Linked DNA regions of Oryctolagus cuniculus: region 2 is linked to region 1. Evidence: chromatin contacts called from public Micro-C data. All regions are on one chromosome and are shown on one strand. The core of a region is the stretch at or near the end of the contact, and the rest is flanking DNA. Distances in the headings are between cores, read along the strand shown. Region 1 holds the start of TLE3 (TLE family member 3, transcriptional corepressor). Region 2 overlaps LOC103345751 (a long non-coding RNA gene).

Region 1 (7,339 bases), core at 1,953-4,452:
TTGGCAGGGTCACCTGGCCTTGTCACCTGCCCTGGGTCCTGCCCCCTTTAAAGAGCAAGATTCAAACCATGTAAACGACTGTTAATTTAGAGCAGAAAATCCATTCGAGTCACAGTCACCAAGGGCTAGAGTGAGTCAACAGCCTTCTGAGATTTCAAGAACACCAATTGTTAAAAAGAACAAGCGGCGGGCCTGTGCCATTTATACGTGCCAAGTCAATGCTAACCGTGGGCCAAGCCAAATTATAGGCAGCCTCTCCTAGGAACACAAATACACCAACAGGCCTCTCCCACAGCCCAGCCTAGCACCGGCCTAGTTACTGATATGCATGGAGATAAAGGCTGTTTGTATTTGCTCGGCTTGAGGTATACTGTTATTAGAAGAGTGACAATACGAGGTAGTTTACATATCCATCAAATGACACCATACTAGCTAAACTGGTTTGACTTCAGGATTTCAAAGCTGAGTTCAACCCCCAGCCAGCTTCAGAGTTCTGGTTCGGCTGCCTCTGGGCAAGTTACTTCACCCCGGAGCTTGGGCTTCCAGCTCTGTAAAATGGGGTCGGGGAAGCTGCCCTCAACCTGACAGAGCGAGAGCAAGGCCTCCCAAGCGTCAGGCCTCAGAGCTGGATTTTAAGCCTGCTGGTGGCTTCATGCCCTCACATTTCCACAGCCCAGCCTGGCTTTTTTAAGACTCTGGAAGTCTAGTGTTATCAAGGTAGAACATCACATTAAAAGAAAAAAAACCAAGCCCTCTTGCATTTTCTCTAGAGATTTTTACACGCAAATGGGCACCTGTGCCTTCTCGGGGGCTGGTCAGACAGACCCTAGATCAACATTCTCCTCCTGGTCCTTTTTCCCAGCCCAGGACCAGCTTCACAAGCCTGGGTGCTAAGGGTACATACAGGGTGTCCAGACCTCAAATTTCAGGGCCTGGCCCCGCTCGACCCTCAAGGGGAAGCTCATTTCCATCCAGGAGAGGACCCTTTACGAAGCCCCTACACTGAATTTAAAACTACAGCTTTTAAAGAGAAAAGCACTTACCTGCTTGTGCATTTCGATGTTCAAGCCATAGGACATCTCATAGTACTAAAAATAGAAAGAAGCACCATTAACAGACAACCCAGAATTCTGCTCCTTTTTTCAAAAGGAGTTCTTTCTGGCCTCTTCTGATGCGAATGGTAAGGGGCTTTAAATTAAGCCCCCAAGGGCAGGGTGCTAAGAGCCGCTCCCCTGCCCCCAGCACTGCAGGGGCCACATATCCTGTTTGTACAAGGTAGGGGCCCAACAGGGAGTCAGGTGCACACTCTCTCTGAGAATAACTTAGCACTGCGCCCAAGGCCTCTTAGGTGAGAAGCAGTGCTGGGAGCCTGGCTGATGTGTCTCCTGGGCTCTCCCACAATGACTTAAAGCTGCAGGTGCAAGCCCTGGGTACAGGGAGCCAGGCTACCTGCTGCCCAAGGTCCCGTGACTTTTCAGGTGAGGAACCCTGGCCCACAGTGGGGCTTGCAAAGGCCCACACACCCTGGGCCAGGAGGGCTGCTGGGCTCCTCTGGCTACATTCCAGGGTTGCAAAGCACAAAGTTTCCAAGCGCTCCCAGGAGGCCTTGAGAGATTTTTATCCTATGCTATGAGTCCTGTCTTCCTGGGCTGATCCAACACCATCCTACCGGCTCTCCCAGGGCAAGCAGCCCTAGGGAATCTTAAAAGCACCCAGCAAAGGCGTACAAAGGGAGCAGGGCTCTCCGGGCCTGCAATTCGGGTTTCTCCCTCCGCCCCTGGGCTCACCCACCCCCTCCCAAGTGGCCGATGCCAGGGGAAGCCAGTGAGGGGCGCAGGGCATTCCCGCCCAGCCCCCCTTCCCTGAAGAGCCGCCGCGGCCGCGGTGGGGAGTGAGCCCCGGTCCCCGCGCCGCCGGCGGGGTCGCCGCCTTCCCGGGCCGCCTCTCACCATCACATAATGGCGCTGCATCTCGGTCTTCTCGTTCGCCAGCTTGTCGTACTCCACTTTGAGGCTGCGAGGGCAGAGGAGCCAGCTCAGGCCTGGCGCCCGCACGGCCGCCTCCGAGGCCGCAACCCCAGGGCCTCCGAGAGCCACTTTCCCATTTCCTGGACACCAACCCTCCCCGGGGGGGGGCACCCCACTATCCCGCAGCGTCGGGGCGCACAGGGGCTGGGGTCCACGCCGTGGGCATGGGGGAGCAAGGCAACTGGAAACTTCCCACGGAAGAGCGAGCCCGCTCACCGCGACCGCAGGGGGAAGGACCCCGACCTTCGGCCGCGGGCAGCACAGGGTTAAGGCGGCGCGCTCGGAAAGGGGAAACAAAAGGCGGAGGCCCCAGTGGCCCCGCCGCCCGGGGTCGGGAGCCCCCTCCGTCGCAGCGACGGGGATGCCCCCTCCCTGCCGGCCCCGGGGCGCTTGCCCACCCCCCTCCCCCGGCCTTACCTGTGATACTGAGCTTGCAGGAACTGGAATTCGTCTTTGATCCTGTCACAAGACTCAGCCACCGTGAATTTAAATCCGGGCTGCCCGGGTTGATGGGGAGCCTGCAGCCCGCGAGGACGAGACAGGGGAGGGGCGCGGGCGTCAGCCGGGGCTCGGGGCCTCCGCCGCGTCCTCGGCCCCTCCCCGCCGGCTGCCCCACCAGAGAGGCCGCCCTCACAGCCCACAGCCTTCCCCGCAAGTTCCTCGGCTCCCCGACGGCGCGGGGGGAGGGGGCGCCCCGGGTCCTCCGGCTCAGTCGCGAGGTTTCCACCCGCAAACAGAGAGGCGGGGGCAGGGAGAACGCGGGGCGAGTTGGAGACTTAAGAAAGGGGGCGGGGGGGTCACGAGAACGGCTTCCCCTCCGGCCCCGGCTCGGGACTGACCTCGCAGGTCCGCCGAGTCTCTCGGTCCCCAGCCCCTTTGTGTGAGCGCGCGCGCGCGCACTCACACTGCACAGACACACACACACACGCACAGACACACACACCCCATAAAGGTAGCAACAAGCAAAATGGAGGTGCCGGATAAACTGCCTCGTTTACCCTGCCATGATAGATGCTTAAATAAACCGAGTTGCAATTACTCACCGGATGTCTCCCTTGCGGATACATGGCAGGGAGGGGTCGTGATTCCGAGAGCTTGGAAGCGCCGAGAGCCCGGGCCGGGGAGGTGCGGGAGAGGGGGGAGCCGAGCCCGAGCGGGGGGCGGCCGGGAAACCGAGAGCTCGCCCCCGGCCCCCCCAGCTCGCTCTCGCAGCGAAATCCCAGAGTCGGGCGCCCGCCTCGAGCGGAGACAAAGAGCCGCGGAGCGGGCGGCAAAGTCGTCGGAGGCCGGGCGGCGGGCGCGAGCTTTGTGCGCCTAGGGCTCGGCGGGCTTCGGCCGGCCGCCTTCCCGGGGCTGCGTCGAGCGCGTCAGGGCCGGGGGCTGCGCGGACATCGTCGGCTCCCCGGCGAGTCCGGCGCGGGGTCCCGAGGCCGGGGGCCCCTCCGGATCACTCAGCAGCGCGTCGCGCCGGGGCTGCCCCAAGCATCCGGGGCGCGCGAGTCCGACCCCCAGAGCAGCTGGGCCCGCGGCTCGCGGCGAGAAGAGAAGACAGGCGCCGAGCTGGAAGCTCGGGGCCGCAGGAGCGCCGGAGAGTGAGGGCTGGAGCCCGCCGCGGGCGCTTCGACGCCCCCCCTCGGAGAGGAGAGCCTGCTGTTCCGTCTGCTACCGCCGCCGCCGCCGCCGCCGCCGCAAGCCCTTCCCAGGGCCGGGGAGGAACTCCGGGCTCAGTAGGTGCAAATCAACCTCCCTGGCATCCTAACTCCAGCGGGCACCGGAAGCTTCTCCGTGAACGGGTCCTCGCCGCTCCCGGCTGGAGCGCCGCGTTCCCCACGAGGAGCGCTCGGCGCCACCGCCGCGGCCGCCTCGGAGCGCGCCGGCAGGAGAGCGCTGGAGGGGAGACGCAGCCGGAGGCCGGGCAGCTCTGCGGCTTCCTCCCTTCCCCTCGGCCCGGCTCTCCGCGCCCCGACAAACCCCCAAAACACACACCTCCCCCCCACCCACAGCGCGCGCGCGCGCGCGCACACACACACACACACACAAACACACACCCCCAAAAAAAGTGCCCGGGACCTGCGGATACCACACACAGACAGGCGAGGGGGACGAGCACGAGGTCTGAACTGCCGCGAGAGCAGTTCCAAATAGGGACTGAAAAGTAACAAAATAATGTGGCAGCTTCGCCCGGCCGCAGCCAATGGGCGCGAGCCGTCCCCACGTGGGGCCGCGGAACTCGGCCCGCGACTGGCCGCCGCCGGGCGCGACGTCACAATGCCCTCTTGTGTCTAAAACTATGCATGAAAAGTAGCAATCAGGCCCTACCCGCTGGTGACTTTCGCATGGGAGTGAAAACCAGCGCTCCTCAGATCAGGAATTAACCGAAAGACATATAATAAATAGATATATATTATAGTCCCGGGCTGCTGGAGTTCCTCCCCGCCCCCGCCTCTCTTTTTTTCCCACGATCTACTAGCAAATAATTATTTGGCGGGTGGGGGTTAGGACGGATGACGGGAATAACAACAAAAGGATAAAAGACTAGCGAGCGGCGCGGAGCTCCAAACCTGTGGCTGGGAGGACCGGATCGGTTTATGCCGCAGCCGCGGCAACGGTTCGCCCCTGTAATCCCATTAGGCCGGCCGAGCGGCCCAATTAGACACTGTAAGACAACCACTTCGTCACGTTCTCGTTCTAGGACCCCTAAGATGGTGGCTCCCCAAGTTGCCTCCGACCTCTCACAGCCCGCTGGGAGCCCCCAGCGTCCCTTCTTTGTTCGCTCGCCCGTCCTAAGCCCAAAACTGCGCCTGCGACGCGCGGCGGCCGCCCGCCCGGGAGCGGTCAGAGGGACTCAGACCCCCGCGGGGGTCCCCGCTGTGGGACGGCTTCGCCCGCGCCGAGGGCGCTGAGAAGACGCGGTCGGGGCCGCGCGGGACTGCCGAGCTCCGGCCCGCACACCGCCAGCTCCGGCGGCCCCGCGCTCGCGGCTGAGGGGGGCGCGGGCCGGGGGTCGCGCCTCAGCGCCTCCGCGGGCCCGGAGACGGCGGCGCGCCCGCGCCCGCGCGCGCGCCCGGCTCAGTGTTTTCCCCTCATTAGCAGCCGGAGCTTCGCTTTCGCATCTTAATGAGGCGAGCGCGAGCGGCCGCTCCGAGGCCGGTGCGCGGGGAGTCACACGTGAGCGCCCGCTCGGGCCGCCAGCCCCGGCCGTGCTCCTCTCTTCATTTATTTATTCTCCTAAATAAAAACATAAATCGTGTGCGGCGCGCACCGGAGAGGGGGGTAGGGAGAAGCCGGGCTCGACAGATGCGAGCATCTGGCCGCAGCATACATTACACACAAAATGGCTCCTCTCCGGAGCTTCCTTTCCCCTCCCCCTCTCCGCCCGCCCCCTTACGTCACGGGTGGGCGCACCCGCTTCCTGCCCGCCCCGCCCCTCTCGCACGGCGGTGCCCACGTGGGGGGCGCCGGCCACGCCCCCGAGCAAGGCCTGGAAGGCCAATCACAGGCTGCCCGAGGGGCTTTCCGTTGCTGATTGGTGGAGCCGCCGAGAGCTGTCGGTCGGCGTCCAGAGCTGTCAGTCAAAACCACGCGGGGTGGAGGGGAGCGCTGACAAATGCCGAGGCTTCTGAGCCTCCCGCTTGCAAATAGTGCTTGGAATGGCTGCTTAATTAGCTTTGAATGGCTTTTCCTTCCAGCTCAAACAATCTGTCACTACCATGTGGTATAAAGGAGCCATGCATAAAAAAGTAAGCAGAGGCTAAATATCAATTTGATTTTGTGTATCAAAGGAATATTTTATTTTTCTCCCTAGTAATGAAACGTATCAATTTAAATAATAAAAGGTAAAAACACACACACACAAACCCCCCCAAAACCCCCCAAAAAAAAAGAAAGGAAAAGAAAAGGAAGAAGAAAAAGGAAAAAAAGGGAAAAAAACCAAACTGCGCAGTACTCCTATGCGCGCGCCTGAAGCGAAGACTGTGGCCCACCAGCGGGCGGGCGCCCGAAGACGCCCCCTCCCCCGCACTGGTGCGTGCGGCGCTGTGCTGTCGTCTCCCGAGTCCGCAGAGCGGCGGGGGCGGAGAGCGGGGGGCGGGGAGCACGACCTTTAAAGGGCGCTCTTTGAAGCCGCTAATCAAAGTCGAGGGGGGTTTAAGACCCCGTAAACCGCAATCCTGCAGCAGGTCTGGATTTGGGAGCCGGGAGTGGGGGAGCGCGGCGTGCCTGTCGCCCGCGTTTATTAACACAACGCCTCGGAGACGCCCGGGCCGCGGCGCCTGGCCCCGGCCCGGCCCTGCACAGCCGCCGCGTCTCCCGGTGCGGGACGGACGGCGCGGGAGCGCAGCGGAGGCGTCCGAGCGAGCGGCGCTTTCTTCACCTTGCTCCTGAAGGTGGCGACCTGGCCGGTGAAGCAGAGAGAGGTTGAGAACCCCAAGCGGGCAGAGGCAGCAGGATTCGAATCCAGGGCCGTCGGCCTGGCGCCAGCCGGAGCTCGAAGCGCGCGGGACTTGGGCATCTGCCGCGACGAAGACACTCGTGCGCCTAGGCGCTCCTGTGCGAACGGCCCCGTCCCAGCGTCTGGCTGCGGGCTCCCCAGCCCTGCTGCTCACCCGGGGGGCAGGGGTACATCAGGCCAGCTCCCCCTGAAGATCAGCACCGCGCTACCCCCACCATCATGCCATCGCACAAACTAGAAAATGCAGGGGGGAAAATACATAGGCTTTTATGCTGGAGAAAGGGCTGGGGGGACATGTATACAACACCCTGTCCAGAGCGCTTGACAATTATTTTAAAGAAGGAGGGAGCAGAGAGCGAGTTCAAACGTCTCTGTCTCCAGTTCTAATTGGAAACGTTTCAACTGTTTATGTTACAAGAAGTGTCAGGGTCATTTGCTACCGGAGCGCTGACTTTTCATTGGCTGCTTAATTGAGTACCTCCGAGTCCACCCCACGTGGGAGAGGAATTCCTGGCACATTAAACAAAAAAAAAAAAAAAAAAAAAAAAAAAAAGTCACGCGGGTGAGGCGGAAAGCCCGGCCTGGATTTAGAGAGCCCAGGTTCCCCAGCCCCGCCCCCTCTTTGGGGTGCAGGGTGGTGGGTGGGCAGCTGTCGGCCAGCCCTAAGAGCCACTCTTCTGGTTCTTTAAAAATCATTGCCAAGCACTTTAGATGAGTGCTAATATATGCCGGCCCTCCTAAAGGGCCGTGCTCTGGCCAGCCTCCTGGCTTCTGTGCCAGCAACTGAGAACAGAGCCGTGGGTGGGGCTCCAGGTCACAGACCCCCCACTCCCCTCCCTCCCTCCCTCCCTAGAGCCTGCAC
Region 2 (7,339 bases), core at 1,417-3,916, 88 kb after region 1:
GCCAATGCCATCTTACTAGTTAAAGTGATCAGTTTAAGTTCATAACTGATCATGAAGATAGGATTAAGTGTTAAAGGGATCACATAAATAAGACCAGTGTCTGCTAATAATAATTGATAGAATTAAAAAGGAGAGAATGATCCAACATGGGAAACAGGCCACACAGCAGACTCATAGAATGACAAATGTCCTAAACAACACTCTGGCCTCAGAATCAGCCCTTAAGGCAGTTGAATGGTTAAAAAGCCCATGAGAGTTTCTCAGGCATGGAAAGGCAAGACACTGTGGCAAAACAGACCTACATGAAAGATCTCTGTGAGTGAGATCCCAGTGGAAAGAATGGGCCATCAAAGAAAGAAGTACCTTTCTCTGAAGGGGGGAGAGAACTTTGATTATGGCCTTGTCTAAATAAGGTCGGAGTTTGTGAACTCAAGAGGCTTCCATAGCCTTGGCAGCTCATGACCAGAGCCTCGAGTGATTACTGATGTCATAAATAAGAGTGTCAATTGTTAAATCAACAACAGGAGTCACTGTGCACTTACTCCCACGTCAGATCTCTGTCCTAATGTGCTGTACTGTGTGAATTAACAGTAAAACTAGTATTCAAGCAGTACTTTATACTTCATGTGTCTGTGTGGGTGCAAACTGTTGAAATCTTTACTTAATATAGAGTTGATCTTGTGTATATAAAGATAATTAAAAATGAATCTTAATGAAGAATGGGATGGGAGAAGGAGTAGGAGGTGGGATGGTTTGCAGGTGGGAGGGAGGTTATAGGGGGAAGAACTGCTATAATCCAAAAGTTGTACTTTAGAAATTTATATTTATTAAATAAAAATTTTCTATTAAAATAAAGATTTGAGTAAAAGACAAACCCAGCAAGTGCTTGGCTGTGGAGAATCAGCAGGGGCAGTGTGGGTGACTGGGTGTGCATGGTGGGGCCTTGTTCAGAGATGGGCACTGGAATACAGGGGACCAGCACGTGGAAAAAGGGCACAAAAGGGGAATTTTCATAGAGAAGAAGCAGGAGTTAGGAACAGGCAGTGAGTGAGAGGGACGGAACCTGCCTGCTGCCCCTCTGTCAGGAGGCAGCACGCCCCAGGACTGCCTCTGTGGGAGGTGGCAGCAGCAGGTGCAGGAGGGCCCCAGGGGCAGAAGCCAGGAGCCCAGACTCAGTGTGGCCTCAGTTTCCATGTCTGGACCATTCTGGGGATCCTCAGTGGAGAGGGGTTGCTGGGGGGGGGATCACCTAATCCCTGGGAACAGGCCGCTGGATTGCGTGGGAGCTGTCCTGTCTCATTCCCCAGCTGTGCATGACGTCACATCTCCTGGGCCACGCCCACCGCTGGAGCCTGCTGGGAGGAGGGAGGAGGGAGGAGGCTGCGGATCTGCCAGGGCCAAGGCTCACCCAGCCAGTTCTTGGAAGGCTGGAATGTGGGCCACAGGCCTCAGCGGGTGTGTCTCCACAGTCTCTGATGCAGCCACACACGGTGGCCTGGCGGCTCCGGGGGAGCACTTGGGTTGCTCTCCGCACAGCTCAGACGTGCGCCCCCTACTGGGGCCCCTGAGGCTGCCGCTCCCTTTCGCTTCCTTACTCTGCGTGGCAGGCTCCTGCTCACCCTTCAGAGCCCAAAGTCCATTTCCATGTGCCTGGGCTCCAGGCCACTTGCACACCCTTTCCCTGTCCCTCCCTGTCTCCCTCCCTGCCTCCACTTCACGTTCATGCCACCCCCTTTTTTTTCTTTTTACAGGGACTGTGTCTTAAGCACCTCAGCATGTCCAAGTGCCAGCTCAGTGGCTCAGTAGAAGTTGGTTGCTTAGGTCATCCCGACTTGCTGATGCCAGCACGGCAGCTCCTGCTCCCAGTCTCGGGCTCCTTACTGGGTCAAGCGTGTGTGGGTGGGGGAAAAGTGGCGGGAGGGTGCTGCGTGCTGCTTGCTCTGTTCTCTGGGAGGGTCCCTCACAGGGTGCCCCCTGGGTCCCTTCCCACAGTATCACAGATGACAGATGCCAAATGAAAGCAATTAAAGGTTGCACAAACCTAACCGGGCTCCCACAGGGAACAGAAAGACACGCTCCTTCCGGGGCGCTTTGGAGCAGTTGTCCTGCCGGGCACACGCCCATTCTACAGATGTGGAAACAGGACCTGAGAGTGGGCGGGCCTTCTGACCCTGGCCCCCGCCAGCTGCTGCCCCCTGCGCTCAGTGCCTTGGCATGCAGGGTGAGGTTTTCCTTGGTTGTGAGCAGATGGTCTTGTGCCTATACCTGCACCGTCCAACCGTAGCCTGGCCTCCCACACGTCTCGTTTGAAAGTCCAGCCAAGATCTACTTCCCTCCCTGGCTTTCACGCCCTGCTTGGGCCCGATCCCTCCTCTTCACACGCCGCAAGCCTCCCTCTGTACAGGCCTGGCTGGCCCTGGAGCCTGGCCAGCAAGCTGTTTGCTCATGGTGGGGGTGGGGGAGGTGCTTCTACTGCCGACAGGACAGAGGCTCTGGGGCTAGTCCTCAAGAAATTACCACAGCCTGGCCAAGGGGGCCAGCGGTGACATCTACAAGTGTCCCTCCACTCTCCACGGGGAGGCTGGCGGTGGAGAAAGAGGGTGGGCTCATGAGTCAGCTGCGGCCGAGGCGGCCAAGCCCCAGGGCCTCGCTGCTGGGAGCCTGGCCGCCGGGGCACCCCCAGACCGAGCCAAGCCGACAGCCGGGGAGGGAGGCCTGCCCGCCCCGATCTGTGGGAATGAGGGCGGCTGAGTCACCCGTCCAGCTGGACACAGCCACCAGCGCGGGCTGGAAGGCAGGACAGTGTTCCCAGCCAGGGCCGGTGGCCTTGGGACGCCCTGAAGCTGGCGGGGTTTTTTAAAGGGCTTTTGCAGGCTTGGCTGCCCCTCCAGGTGCTGGGCTCAAGCACATTTGCCTGCTGTCAGCTCCCGGGGGGTGGGAGGGGGAGAGGGTGTGGGGGGTGGGGAGGGACCAGGCACACAGCCCTGTGGATAGGGAGCTGGGCTAGAGGTCGGAGGGTTGGAGAAAGACAAGTGCGGGTTCGAATCCCAGGGCAAGAAACTTCTGCTCCACGGCTTCCCGTATGCAGAAAAGGCAATAATGGGGCACATGGCCGGGTGGCACACAGGCCCCTGCCTCTGATGGGGTCTGCTCCTCTCTCTGCGCCCACCCCAGCACCTCCCTGTCTGTGCTATTCAGTGGGCCAGGGCCAGGAGCCCTGGAGGCAGGGCAGGGGTCTTGCACAGTAGGCACAGGAAGGTGCTGATCCTGCAAGCATGGAGACCTCCCCAGCTCTATTTGGGGGTTCCTGCCCAGGGCAACCTGCCCCAGGTACTGTGCAAACCGGGGAGACAGTTTCGCCTGGAGCCACGCAGCTGGGACAGGTACCAAGAGGAAGCCTCACTGCTCAGCCAGTTCCCATTGCAGGGGCGCCTGCGTCCAGCCCAGAGACATGCTATCGAGACGCCGCTCCAGCTGCACCTGCTGCAAAAACAAACCTGCCTTTTACCTGCCAGCGAAGCCTCCCGATCTGCACCTCCCACCTCAGGCTGCCAGAGAGGATCTTCTTCCTGATCACAGCACGTGGCATGGGGAATCATGGGTAGCATTTGGCCAATCAAGGGAGGGACCCAGTACACGTGGGTAGCTGGGCCTTGCAGAGGACCCGACACCAGCAGGAGCCCAGGAGGCCACCAGTGGTGGCTCATGGAGCAGCCCGTGTCTCTGAGAGGGACCCCTGGGAGGCCAGATCTGGCTAGTGGGACCCTGCCTATGCTCAGAGCAGGCGCCCCTGTGCTCCCTCACTAAATGGTGTCTCAGGAGGAGAGGGTGGGCTGCAGCCTTGTAGAATCCAAGCCTCTACACCCTGGCCCAGATTGGGAGAGGGGTTCACTCGGAGGGCCGTGACCGGGAGTCTTGACTTCTTACCTGTTCATTTTTGTCTCATTGCCTAATTGTCCCAGCCACTCCTGGTGTCCTCTGTCTCAGCCACTGGGTGCTGGCATTGTGTTTGAGCACCCGGCAGAAGGGAGAGTGTGTGCAAGGCCCCTGAGGCTGCAGGGGGACAGAGAGGTGGGCAGCACCTAGGCCAGCTCAGGAGGAGAGCTGGTGTGGGGTTCCAGCTTCACAAAGTCTGTGGATATGGAGCTGGCCTGGCTGTTGAGGGCAGCTCGCTCTCTCGATCCACACGAGCCTGAGAACGTGAGCATGGGTTTGCTGGGATGCGGCAACGGCCAGGCTGGAGAATTCACATCACCTTCTTAAGGCTATAGCACCAAGGAAGGCTTCCTGGAGGAGGCAGACCTTGCATGAGACTTGGTGGAGGTCAGCCTGGCCACCTTTCCCTACCTGCTGGAGAGCTGGCTGGCTTGTGAGCCCTGGACAGGCCTTCCCGGCTCGGGTCAGGAGTGGCACAGGGGGTCCTAGCACAGACGTCTGCCTGGGCCCAGCTCAGCTGTCACCGGGCATGGCTAATGTGCTAGGTCCATGTCTCCTGTTTCTCAACAGGGTGGCCTCTGCCAGAGGCTGATGGGAGTAGGTGTCGGGGGAACCAGGGCAGGAGAGGGGAGCAGGGTTTCCTGGTGCTACCTGAGAGATGACCGAGGGTCCGGAGGCCGGGAGCGCCCAGGAAGCAGGGCGAGGGCAGCCTGGAGCTTTCGCTGGCTGTAAAATGATGCTGTGAGCTTGTGGGTCAGGAATACTCCCAGGGTTTGTCCAGAGCCTGGAGCATAGGGAGCCAGGGGCCAGGGTTCTTGGAGTTTCACACACACACACACACACACACACTTGCACACCCACACATGTGCACACACACATGTGCATGTATCATGCGGTATTAGTCAGGTCATCATTACGGCAGTGAAATACCCAAGACTGCTGACTTAATAAAGATAAAAGGTTTACTTAGTCAGATTCGAGACCATTGATCGGGTCTCTGGCGAGGGCGGTGAACAGCTATGGCCAAGCACGTTTGCAAGGGAAGGCATGGGCCGAGCCGGGGAGCAAAGAGAGAGAGAGTGAGAGAGAGAGAGAGAGAGAGGTTGAAGTCAGTCTCAGCTCCCACAATCAACCTGCCCACAAGAGTCGGCTTCTGCGGGCATGTCCCCCATGACCCCGCTCCCTAAGCCCCGTAACTGGGTTGAGTTTCCTCTCTGTCAGTACCGTTACGCTACGACTTTGAGGACAGAATCCCATTCTGATTATAGAGCGTGTGCATGTGGCCCCATGCACGCAACACACACACACACACACACACACACACTGCAGACCTATTGTGTGCCAGGGGGTTGCCAGGAGCTGTGGCGTATCCAGGAGCTCAGATTCTAGCAGGAGAGGCGTGCGTCTGGCCCAAGAAAGCACGAGGCTCTAGATGTTTGCTGGAAGAGCATTATCCCTAGAGTGCTTTGGAAATCCGAGAAGAGAGAGAGAGAGAGGAATCTTGCCGGAGGTGGGGGCTGAGTCCTCAGGGTGGGGGTGGGGGAGGGGCCGGCTTTCCCGGCAGTGGGACAAGGTTGGGCCTGGAGCGTGGTTGTTCCAGGAACAGGGAAGGGTCCTGTGTGGATGTGGGGTGGGGGAGTGGGAGGCTCAGGACAAGGGTTGGAGGTGAAGTTCATCACACACACACAGCTCTGGTGTGTGTGTGTGTGGGGGGGGGACGAGATCTTTCCAGTATCCCTGCATGCCCCATTTCAGACTGTAGCCTGGGGATCCCCAGATAAAGAACTCCATGTCTGGAAGGCTCTCCAGGGATGGGCTGCACCTGGACAGACACTCTTCAGCCCAGGCGCATGACAGACACCTGGAGGGGGCCAGCATGGTGATGCAGCAGGCTAAGCTGCCGCCTGCAGTGCCGGCATCCCATGCAGGCACTGGTTCGAATCCTGGCTGCTTCGCTTCCAATCCAGCTCTCTGCCAATGCACCTGGGAAAGCACTGGAGGATGCTCGGGCCCCCATTACCCAGGTGGGAGACCTGGATGAAGTTCCAGGGCTGGGCCTGGCTCAGCCCTGACTGTCGCAGCCATTTGGAGAGGGAAGCAGCAGATGGAAGACCTCTCTGTCTGTCTGTCTCTCTTTTTCTTTGTAACTCTGCATTTTAGATAAATATAGAAATCTTTCAAAAAAATAGTGAGAACTACTGAGTGGGTCTGGGGTAGGCGCAGGTGGGGCTGCTGTGGCCTGGCCATCTGTGGCCACACTTTTTTTTTTTAATAGTAGAAAGCTTTTATTTAATAAATATAAATTTCTAAAGTACAACTTTTGGATTATAGCAGTTCTTCCCCCCATAACCTCCCTCCCACCTGCAAACCATCCCACCTCCTACTCCCTCTCCCATCCCATTCTTCATTAAGATTCATTTTTAATTATCTTTATATACACAAGATCAACTCTATATTAAGTAAAGATTTCAACAGTTTGCACCCACACAGACACACAACTGTTTGAAGTCTAGTTTTACCATTAATTCACATAGTACAGCACATTAGGACGGAGATCTGATGTGGGAGTAAGTGCACAGTGACTCCTGTTGTTGATTTAACAATTGACACTCTTATTTATGACATCAGTGATCACCCGAGGCTCTTATCATGAGCTGCCCAGGCTATGGAAGCCTCTTGAGTCCACAACTCCGACCTTATTTAGACAAGGCCATGATCAAAGTGGAAGTTCTCTCCTCCCTTCAGGGAAAGGTGCCTCCTTCTTTGACGGCCCCTCCTTCCCGCTGGGGCCTCACTCACAGAGATCCTTCAGGCAGGCTGTTGTGTGGCCACACTGAACAGTGCTGATCCGGGGTCCTTCCCAGCAGATGTTCTGGGAGGTTGCGTTGCCAGGAGGTCTCATCCCACTCAGCCTGGTGGGTCCTGGCTCTGTCCACGGGGAGGGGGTGGTGAAGGGGTTAGGTGAAGGTCGCTTGGCGGCTTGGGGCAGTGACAGGGAAGAAGAGCAGGTTTTCTCACTCGAGGCCTGGGACACCTGGAGGACCCGGCTGAGCAGAGAGATTCGGAAGCAGAGGAAGGAGGGCCCCTGCACAGGGGAGGTGGTTTTATTGATTTACTTATTTTAAGAACTATTTACTTGAAAGACAGAATTAGAGAGAAAGAGGCCTTCTATCCACTGGTTCACTCCCCAAATGCTGCAACAGCCAGGGCTGGGCCAAGCCGAACCCAGGAGCCAGGAGCTTCATGCGGGTCTCCCACGCCAGTGCAAGGACCCCAGCACTTGGGCCATCGTCTGTCTCTTTCCCAGGTGCATGAGGAGGGAGCTGGATTAGAAGTGGAGCAGCCGGGACTGGAACCGGTGCTTCTTTGCGATGTCCTTGTCACAGGTGGCAGCTTCCCGCCC

Evidence for each region. Hi-C and Micro-C count contacts between places; a contact is called where the count stands out from the background.
Region 2: a Micro-C map of ear pinna shows a contact between it and region 1, with 3 times the contacts expected there. The contact joins the enhancer-like site here to the promoter of TLE3 in region 1. A contact is called at or near these places in 2 of 6 Hi-C or Micro-C datasets (ear pinna and psoas muscle).

Annotation. Positions count from the first base shown.
Region 1 is chr12:92,633,506-92,640,844 of mOryCun1.1, forward strand. It overlaps TLE3 (TLE family member 3, transcriptional corepressor), which reads right to left and starts at 3,203. Exons shown (of 20, transcript XM_008249826.4): 1 at 3,071-3,203; 2 at 2,445-2,545; 3 at 1,950-2,013; 4 at 1,044-1,088. The coding sequence starts at 3,094.
Region 2 is chr12:92,722,050-92,729,388 of mOryCun1.1, forward strand. It overlaps LOC103345751 (a long non-coding RNA gene), which reads left to right. Exons shown (of 4, transcript XR_515525.3): 4 at 1-691. Among named protein-coding and RNA genes, the nearest start is that of TLE3, 89 kb to the left of the region's middle. Within about 2 kb of position 2,667, at least 6 of the 8 cell types and tissues checked have an H3K27ac peak or open chromatin away from gene starts, as enhancers often do. A contact at or near this core is called in ear pinna, where this site is marked.